Regions from separate parts of the Mus musculus genome. Here all the other regions are linked to region 3. The links are chromatin contacts, called in public ChIA-PET and HiChIP or PLAC-seq maps. All regions are on one chromosome and are shown on one strand. The core of a region is the stretch at or near the end of the contact, and the rest is flanking DNA. Distances in the headings are between cores, read along the strand shown. Region 1 holds the start of Qsox2 (quiescin Q6 sulfhydryl oxidase 2). Region 2 has its middle 5.7 kb from the start of Sohlh1. Region 3 overlaps Nacc2 (nucleus accumbens associated 2, BEN and BTB (POZ) domain containing).

Region 1 (2,857 bases), core at 252-2,751, 180 kb after region 3:
CCTCAGAAGGCAGAAGCAAGCGGATCTTTCTGAGTTCAAGGCCAACCTGGTCTATAGAGTGAGTTCTAGGACAGCCAAGACTACACAGAGAATCCCTGGCTTGAAAAACTATAAATAAAGAGGCAAACAAAGAAAACCCCACACACTGCTCTTTCAGTCTGGAGTGTCATTCCCAGCTCCCTCCACCTCTGATTCCAGCTGCAGGGAATCCAAAACCTCTGCCTTCCAAGGGAAACTGCACTCACCTGCACACACCCACGCCCATGTAATTCAAAACAAATTAAGTATTAAGAAGAAAGAAAAAGAAAACTTACGACCCAAGAGAACAATGTCATTAGATTCTACATAAGGACCAAAGCAGAGGTCAATGGATTCAAGGCCAGCCTGGACAACGTCATGAAACTGTCTCAAAAAAATAAAAAAATATAAGTCAAAGTGCCCCAACAATGAGGAAAGAGAGGGTAAACATTTTAAAATAGTCATCTGCAATTGCGTACTTGGAAAAAGGGCTTCTTTGCAAATCTGTTTAAGAAGAACACAGCAGTGTTCAACATCAGACCTAAAACCAAAGGTGCAGGAAAAAGAGTAACAATTTGTTGTCTTGCCCTGAGAGATCTGTAATTAGAGGTTAGTTCAACAGTTGTAAGCCAGTGAAGCCAAATGTAAGCCAGTGCTGGGAAGGCCACTTAAATTCCATTTACAGGAGCTGCTCCAAGGGGTCTGAGTTCTACAAAGGTGAGTAACTAAACATATATGGGAAGATTTCCTGAAAGCTATGGCTAGTGACCCAGAAGCCCAGCAAGAAGACGCTTTGTAAACTTTCTGCTGTTGCAGAGCAGTCCCCAGAGTGGGTATCTAAGTTTCTCAGCCCAATGCCCACCATATGGTCGGCTACCTAGCAAACGAGGCTGAGGTTTGACAGGAATGGGGACCTTCCTGAGTGGAGAGGGTAGCCTCTGAAATGCAATTGCTGGGTATGGGGAAAGTCAAACTGATCGGGTAGTGGCTAGGATAAGTGGTTGGGGACATGTTGAAGTCGGTGTTCTGAGCTGGCGACCTCAGGAAAGCCATCGGCCCCATCTGTGGGGCTTCGCCCACGTAGCTGTTGCGTCGGAGGAACGTCCACCGGCGCGCGGGGCCCTCACCTCGCACGTCCGCCGCCAGCGCTCGCCAGGTGGGTGCGTAGCCGATGCAGTGGCCGCACCACGACGAGTGGAACTGCACCAGCCACGCGGCTGAGCTGTTGCCCGTGGCCGACCGCACGCTGCCGCTGTCCAGCAACCACACGGCGTCTGAGCCCTCGCGGTAGAGCCGCGCCCCGCCGCCCTCCCGGGGCCCCACTGCCGCCACCACCGCCAGCAGGAAGAGCAGCCGCGGCAGCCGCGCGGCTCGAAGAGACGGTGGCTGCCGCGCATAAGCTCCTGGATCCCGCGCCACAGCCCGGGCGGCAGCCATGTTGGGAGTGCCGCCGGCGCGTTGACCTTTCACCCTGGCAACCGGCGTCACGTGCTTGCGCGCGCCGGTCCCGCCCTAGGCACTAGCCCCGCCCCCGAATCCGCTAATCTTCCCAGGCACTACTCTTCGTTCTCGCCCCGCCCTCGTAATTTGACCCCCCTCCCCAGCACTGGTCATTCCAGGTCCCGCACAGCTCGCTTTTTTGCTCCGCCCCCGAACATTGTTCCCGCCCCAGAATGTAGGCCCCGCCTCATTCCTTAAGTCTGCTCCGCCCCTGTGCTCCTGGCCCCGCCCCTGCCTCTGGTCATTGGCCCTATCCCAATTAAAAAAAACTCTTAAAAATCTTAAAACCCGCAAGCAATTTTCACCTAGTGAAAGTCCTGGGCCTAAGTAGCCAGATTTAGCAAGGGGAAATAGCCCGTGCCATGTTGAATGTTGAGTAAACACCAGGCCAAGATTTTCAGTCTGAAATGCAGATTTAATAGGACAAAAACAGATCGAAAAAATATTTGCTATATGCCTGTATTTCTTATGTAGCATGAATCCTAGATTTTACATGCAACCTATGATTTTACCTGTCAACTTCAAACATCCACGATGATCCCTTGACCTTTTTATAACCCACATGATACAGTAGAACCACCTGGTAAAGTTGGCTGGCTTCCTGCTAAGATGGTAGAAAGGAGAGGTAGACCTGACTCTTCTTTTTTAGACAGGGTTCTAAGGCTGGCATGGAGTTCACTATGTGCCTGAATCTGTCCTCCTGCCTCCCTGGACTGGGATTACACATGTGCACCACCATGTCTGGCTTCTCCAATCACTCAGTCTACTTTCCTATGCTAATGTTCTGCTTTCTCCAAACACTAGAGAGAATATGTAATCTCTTCTACTTCCTGTTTGTCTACCTGATCTCTCACTGTACGGTTTTTCCTACTTCACTCCCTGTCAACTGGTCTCTTGTTCTTCCTCTTGACCTATTTAATATTGTTTACAATAAACCAGGCGTGGTGGCGCATACCTTTAATCCCACCACTTGGGAGGCAGAGGCAGGCAGATTTCTGAGTTCGAGGCCAGCCTGGTCTACAGAGTGAGTTCCAGGACATCCAGGGCTATACAGAGAAACCCTGTCTTGAAAAGCCTATCTATATCTATATCTATATCTATATCTATATCTATATCTATATCTAATCTATACTGTTTACAATAAACAGAAAGCTCATGGATTAAAGGTGTGTGCTAAGGGCTGAGCCACACCACAACTAGAAACCGGTTTTATTCTCAGTAAATAACACAGTCTTGGGGTTTACATTGTGATCAAATATCCTGCAACAGGGAGACATGGTTGGGAGACAAATACAGAGAAGCTATTTGATTTTTAATGGTCACCAGAGGATGAATAAGC
Region 2 (2,812 bases), core at 112-2,611, 200 kb before region 3:
TGCTTTTCTGAGGCCAAGCATACTGAAAGGGAGTCCGGGGATGCTGCCGCTGCTGACAGTTTGCCCTGTCTTTGAGGACCATTCTGGGTGAAGGCCCAGGTTTTCACCTGGATCTTTAAAGGCCAGAGACATTCCTAGAAGTCCTAGGTGAGACAATGTGGGGTTGGGAGCAAATGCTCTGAAAGCAGACAGTGTCCTTGGGAAGTAGAGAGCACCTGGCCCGCCCCTGGCTAGAACCAATCAAGAGCTGCCTGCCAGGCAGAGTAACCCCGGGAGGGCTCTCTGGTTTCTGTGACCTTGCTGTTTGGGGACCCTCTGCCACATATCTCTGTGATTTGGTGTCACAATTTGCTGCCTGGTTGCAGTCCAAGCAGGGACACTGCGTCCTTGCAGTCTGGGCTTCAGCTCCAGGACTAGTGGCATCTTCTACCTGGCACTGTCCACAAGTCTTCCATTCCCGCCCCCACCCTCCAAATCTGAGCCTGACTTCTGTCCCTGCACAGATCTGCTCTCAAACCTTCAGGCAGAGCTGCTGCCAGGACCGTAGGGCTGGTGTTAAGGCGGCAGTGGGGGTAGGGGGTGGGGGTGGGGTGGGGGTAGGGGGTGGGGGTGGGGTGGGGGTGAGCCCTTCGTAATACCAAACTGGCAGTTCACAGTGGCCTTAGCAGGGGCCTGGGGGTAGGAGCTGAGAGTCCTGAGTGGATCAGCCCTGCCTTGGATGTATCTCTGTTTTATAGGTGCTGGAAAATGTGAAGTACTTTTCTCAAGGGAGTTTGATTCTCACAGTGTCTCCAGTTCATCTCTATCAGCCCTGCACCAATGCTGCTAACATACCCAGACTTCATCATAGCTGACAAGTAGGGATCCAGAGACGTCCTCCTAGGTCACTAGACATTGTCCTCTTCTGTTATGCACCTGAGTGTGGTTCGGGGTTTTCAGCCCTAAGATGACAGCCAGTGTGGCAGACGGAGGGGCCTTGACATTGTTGTCTGTTTCAGTTCTTTGGTTGTTTTTTAAAACAGGGTTTCTCTGTGTACCCCTGGATGTCTTGGATATACCTATATATACCTGAATATACCTATAGACCAAGCTGGCCTCAAACTCAAAGATCTGCCTGTCTGTCTCCAAGTGCTGGCATTAAAGGAATGTGCCACCACTGCCTGGGTGACATTGCTTTCTTAAAGCAAAGAGTTCCTCTCTACCACTCTAGTACACTTCCCACCAGAGCACAGACCTTTCCTGGAACTGTGTGTTCCGAACAGCCTGGATCCCAGCCATCTCGGGACCCTCTGGGCCCTGAAGACTAAGAAACAGAACTTGATCTTGGCCTGCAGCCAGAGTACAAGCCTGGCTCGCCCTCTGGGTCTGTGGTTAAGCAGCAGTGTCTCCAGGGCAGCAGGAAGTGGCCCAGGCCCACATGCAGCCCTGGCTGGCAAGAGGAACAGTCAGACAACAGCTCTACAGCCAAAGCTGGAGGGAGCTCAGCAGCCACCCAGGAGGCAGAGGTAGGAGCAAGGAACAGAATGGTCCCCAGGATTCCAGTGCCAACTGTAGATGTAGCCTAGGTATTTACTCGGCATACCCGAGAGTGCAGACTCAGCAAGCCAGGGAAAGCAAGCCAGTAAGCAGCATCCTGCCATGGCCTCTGCATCAGCTCCTGCTTCCAGGTTCCTGTCCTGTTTGAATTCCTGTCCTGACTTCCTCTAGCAGTGGACTATGATCTGGAAGTGTAAGCCAAATAAACCCTTTCCTCCCCAACTTGCTTTCTGATCATGGTGTTTCCTCACAGCAATAAAACCCAGACTAAGACACCCACCTAGTTTAGATTTTTAGTTGATGAAGTTAGATCATATGGGTTTGCTGTCTTTTGCAATTGCTTCTTTTGGTCTTCTTGGTGTTCAAACAGGTAAGGCCACGTTCCCGAGGGCAGCAAGCTTCCCAGGCACAACCAGAACCAGTGAGAACACGGCAGACCCTGTGTGTGGTTAAGCGGACCTCAGTGTTGGACTTTGTCCTCTGTGGCTCCCTTGCCTTTGAATCTTCCTTTGGACCTGGTGAGGTAGCATTTGCCACGAAGCCCAGTGTCCTAGGGTTTCCATGCTGTGATAGAACAAAATGACTAACAACAGCTTGAGGAGGGAAGGGTCTATTCCATTTCATACTTCCAGGTAACAGTCTGTCACTGCAGAAAGTCAGGGCACGAACCCATGAAGGCCAAGAACCTGGATGCGAGAACTGAGGCAGAGGCCATGGAGGAACACTGTTTATTGGCTTGCTCCCTCAGCCAGCTTCACTCATCAGTAGTACCTCCCACCATGACCCACATTGATTATCCATCATCAGTTAAGATAATGCCCCACAGGCTTGCCCACAGGCCTTTGTAGTGGGGGTGTTTTCTCTACTGAGATTTCCTCGTCCCAAATGACTAATGAGTGTATGTCAAGTTAATGTAAAACTTACCAAGACTCCCAGATTCCTAAGTTCCATCCCTAGAAACCACATGGCAAAGAGACTCCACAAAGATGCCCTCTGACCTCCGCATAAGTGCCCTGGCACGTTTGCCATGAGCATCCTCGGGACTCAGCTTTGTCCATACCCTTGATGTAGTGCCAGGGGTGATGTTTGCCCCTTGGCTTTCTGCAACAGCCAGGGCACCTCTCTTCCTTCCAGTTGGTTGATACAGAAAGATACCACTGAGTGTCACTTCCGGTGACTCCAGTCCCAGTTCTGCTCGAACTCTGAGCTTTCACTTTGCTTCAGGAGTGTCAGGGAGCCACCATGTCTGTCATAGACACCAAGCTCCTTTCCCTAG
Region 3 (2,700 bases), core at 14-2,513:
TACACATTTCCTGAGCATAGCAGATTTTGTCAGAGGCTTCCAGGTCACAGGGTCAAACCCCTAGTGGCACTTCACAGCCTTCTCTTTCTTGGAAAGCCAGAATGACTCTGGCATTTGACATGCACTGAGTGACCAATTTCAAAGTTCCTGTTAAGACAAAACCTGTCTTGCATCAATACTCCCTGACCCCCACAGGCCTTGGGGCCTTCTGGCCTATGCCCTTTCTGGTTCCTTAACAGTCAAAGTGCATGGCTAAGAATCCAGCCTGAGTGGATGAAGGCTAGGTGGGGGTGGTGGCTGCAGAGGTAGGGATTTTAGAGCCAGGGTAATATGTCCTGAAAAGGGATGTGTCTCTATTGTTCCCCCACCCTGCCCCTCCCCTGAATGTGGGCATGGATCCATTGACTCTGGACCAAGCTGGAGTTGGTGGTAGGATGTAAAAGGGGGGGGGCTTAATGCTCACCTCTCACACCTGTGTCCTTGTTCTTTGAGCATTTGGATGGGGACAGGGTGGGAGCATTGAGGCTCCCATAGGAGATGGCTCTGGATGAGCCTAAACCAGTATCCTACCTCAAACACTCCTTTAAGAGGGCGATTGAGCTGGGTGATGGTGGACAACTTTAATCCCAGCACTCGGGAGGCAGAGGCAGGTGGATTTCTAAGCTCAAGGCCAGTCTGGTCTACAGAGTGAGTTCCAGGAGAGCTGAGGCTGCACAGAGAAACCCTGTCTCAGAAAAGGGGTGGGGGAGAGAGAGAAGGAAGACGAAGAAAGGAAGAGGAAGAAGGAGAGGAGGGGGAGGAGGAGAGTGACCATGCTGTGCTGGACAGGGCTCCAGGACACCTTTTTCTGGGGACATATACATGGCACAGACCTACTAGCTCCAGATGAGACAAAAACAAACAAACACAGGTGAGTTAGGGAATCTATCTCGAACTCCACAGAGCAGGTAGTATGAAGCATAGAAAGGGAGCCAGAGATTGGGATCCCATCAGGTAACCAAAAGTGGCCCTGGGGAAACCCCTCACGGGCTGCAAAAGCATGAGCAATAAGGTTCAGAAGGGAGTCATCTTTAGTAATGGGACGTACAGAGTCAGGGTTCAGGGTAAGACCCCAGAGGCTGCTTCCAGGACCCTCTTCCGAGACTCATGTTAAAGCCTGCTCACCCACGGCAAGGGAAGAACAGCTGCCAGGCCTAAACCCAGAACCCCAGTGCAGCCCAGATAAGCTCCACCCACATGCAATTGTCCCTCTGCCCACTTGGGGGCAGGCCTGGCCAAGGGGAGGGGACATAGGGAGCCACACATCCAAAGGAGGGAGGGCAGGTGGGCCAGATGAAGAGGAAGAGCCATTTTGTAGACAATACATTGAATAAAACCATTACTCAGTCTAGGCAGTGGCACCCTCATATCTCTCTCAAATAGCGACTTTTTGGGGACAGGCAGCCCCATGTTCTTCCACAGCTAAATCTCTTCCCAACTTCTCTCCAATACTGTGTCCCCATTCCCACTGGTCAAGCAAAGGTCAGGAAAGCTGGGTTTGAATTGACTTTATTATTCTGTAAATGTGAACTTTACAAAGCGCCTTACAGTTAACGAGAACATCCTTTTGTCATGGATTTCCACTTCTGAAACAGCTCTGAGCACAGGCTCAAAGCTCTAGGGTTTCCCTGGTCGGCTTGCGGACATAGCTGTGTTTGTTTGTTTTATTTTTTGTTGTTGTTATAGATACAATGTTTTCAGCCATGGCTACAAAGTAACAGTCTTGTCACTACGGGGGTCACAGCACAGAGAGAGGAGGATGCTGGAGGGACAAAACAAAAGGAAACCAAAAGAAACCAAAAACCAAAGCCTCCTCCTCCCTAAAAAGAAAGCCAAGATGTGGTGTCTGCTCTAGCTCAGTGGTTCTGTGAAGGCCTCCTTAGAGGTAGGGGAGCACTGACTTTATTAACTTAATTCCTAACAGTCATGAATTATGATGCTACTTTAACCCCTGGACAGTGCCTTCAAAACAACCCCCTTCCTCCGGTCCTGTTCTCCAAACATCCCCCTGAAGGGATTAATGTTCTTCTTGCACCCAGAGACACCCAAAATGTTCAAGTCAAAAATATTTATACATTTTATACCGAGTTATCTTTTTGTCTGCTAAAAATAGTATTGCAAATTTTGGCTTCCTTTGACATAAAAATCACAATCGAGCTTGCAGTGAGGGGACCAATGGGACACAAGCAGAGGCTATTCAATCAGAAGGTTTTAGATCCTGCATCCTTTTCCTTTCTAGGAAAACAAAACAAACAAAGCAAACACCTTTGCCACTTTTGAAACACTTTGTACTGAGCCCTTCTTCTAGCAGCATAGGCTGAGCTGCCTGACATGCAGAACCACCCAGCAGCAGCACCTTTCCACGAAGTGAAGTGCGTAAAGCTGACAGATCATGTGCTTGTCGCCATTCCCATCTGGGATCTGCGGCAAGCAGGTTCTAACAGGGTCTTTCGAGTTTTCAGCTGGTTGATAGGCCACCTGCTCTTCCCCAAGTCAGCTAAGAATCACCATCTTTAGGGAACCCAAGCAGAGGACAGTGGGGCAGAGCACAACATGCACTGGGCTTGGGAAGGTCCTGCTGTTGAAGCAGGTAGCAGCAGGCACCCCACAGTCCCTTGGAGGGGACTGGCCCTGTCAGCTTGCCAGCTCTCACAGCCCCTT

What was found. ChIA-PET counts read pairs in DNA pulled down with a chosen protein or histone mark. HiChIP or PLAC-seq counts read pairs in DNA pulled down with a chosen protein or histone mark.
Region 1: a contact with region 3 is called in an H3K27ac HiChIP or PLAC-seq map of embryonic stem cells, with 6 read pairs. The contact joins the promoter of Qsox2 here to the enhancer-like site in region 3. A contact is called at or near these places in 1 of 39 promoter capture datasets (cranial neural crest), 2 of 15 datasets of contacts at CTCF or cohesin (embryonic stem cells and pro-B cells), 16 of 484 Hi-C or Micro-C datasets (CD4 T cells, the G1E-ER4 cell line, the HL-1 cell line and 8 more), 8 of 115 datasets of contacts at active chromatin or transcription factors (bone marrow-derived macrophages, embryonic forebrain, embryonic midbrain and 2 more) and 4 of 9 other capture datasets (adipose tissue, embryonic stem cells, liver and 1 more).
Region 2: an RNA polymerase II ChIA-PET map of memory CD8 T cells shows a contact between it and region 3, with 8 read pairs. The contact joins two enhancer-like sites. A contact is called at or near these places in 4 of 484 Hi-C or Micro-C datasets (the G1E-ER4 cell line, the N1E-115 cell line, psoas muscle and 1 more), 1 of 115 datasets of contacts at active chromatin or transcription factors (memory CD8 T cells) and 2 of 9 other capture datasets (liver and pancreatic islet).

What each region holds. Positions count from the first base shown.
Region 1 is chr2:26,235,898-26,238,754 of GRCm38.p6, forward strand. It overlaps Qsox2 (quiescin Q6 sulfhydryl oxidase 2), which reads right to left and starts at 1,502. Exons shown (of 12, transcript NM_001302956.1): 1 at 1,146-1,502. The coding sequence starts at 1,455.
Region 2 is chr2:25,851,495-25,854,306 of GRCm38.p6, forward strand. No RefSeq gene overlaps it. Among named protein-coding and RNA genes, the nearest start is that of Sohlh1, 5.7 kb to the left of the region's middle. Within about 2 kb of position 1,362, at least 55 of the 459 cell types and tissues checked have an H3K27ac peak or open chromatin away from gene starts, as enhancers often do. A contact at or near this core is called in memory CD8 T cells, where this site is marked.
Region 3 is chr2:26,054,003-26,056,702 of GRCm38.p6, forward strand. Nacc2 (nucleus accumbens associated 2, BEN and BTB (POZ) domain containing) reads right to left here. Exons shown (of 6, transcript NM_001037098.1): 6 at 1,534-2,700. Among named protein-coding and RNA genes, the nearest start is that of Ubac1, 34 kb to the left of the region's middle. Within about 2 kb of position 1,264, at least 41 of the 459 cell types and tissues checked have an H3K27ac peak or open chromatin away from gene starts, as enhancers often do. A contact at or near this core is called in embryonic stem cells, memory CD8 T cells and nephron progenitors, where this site is marked.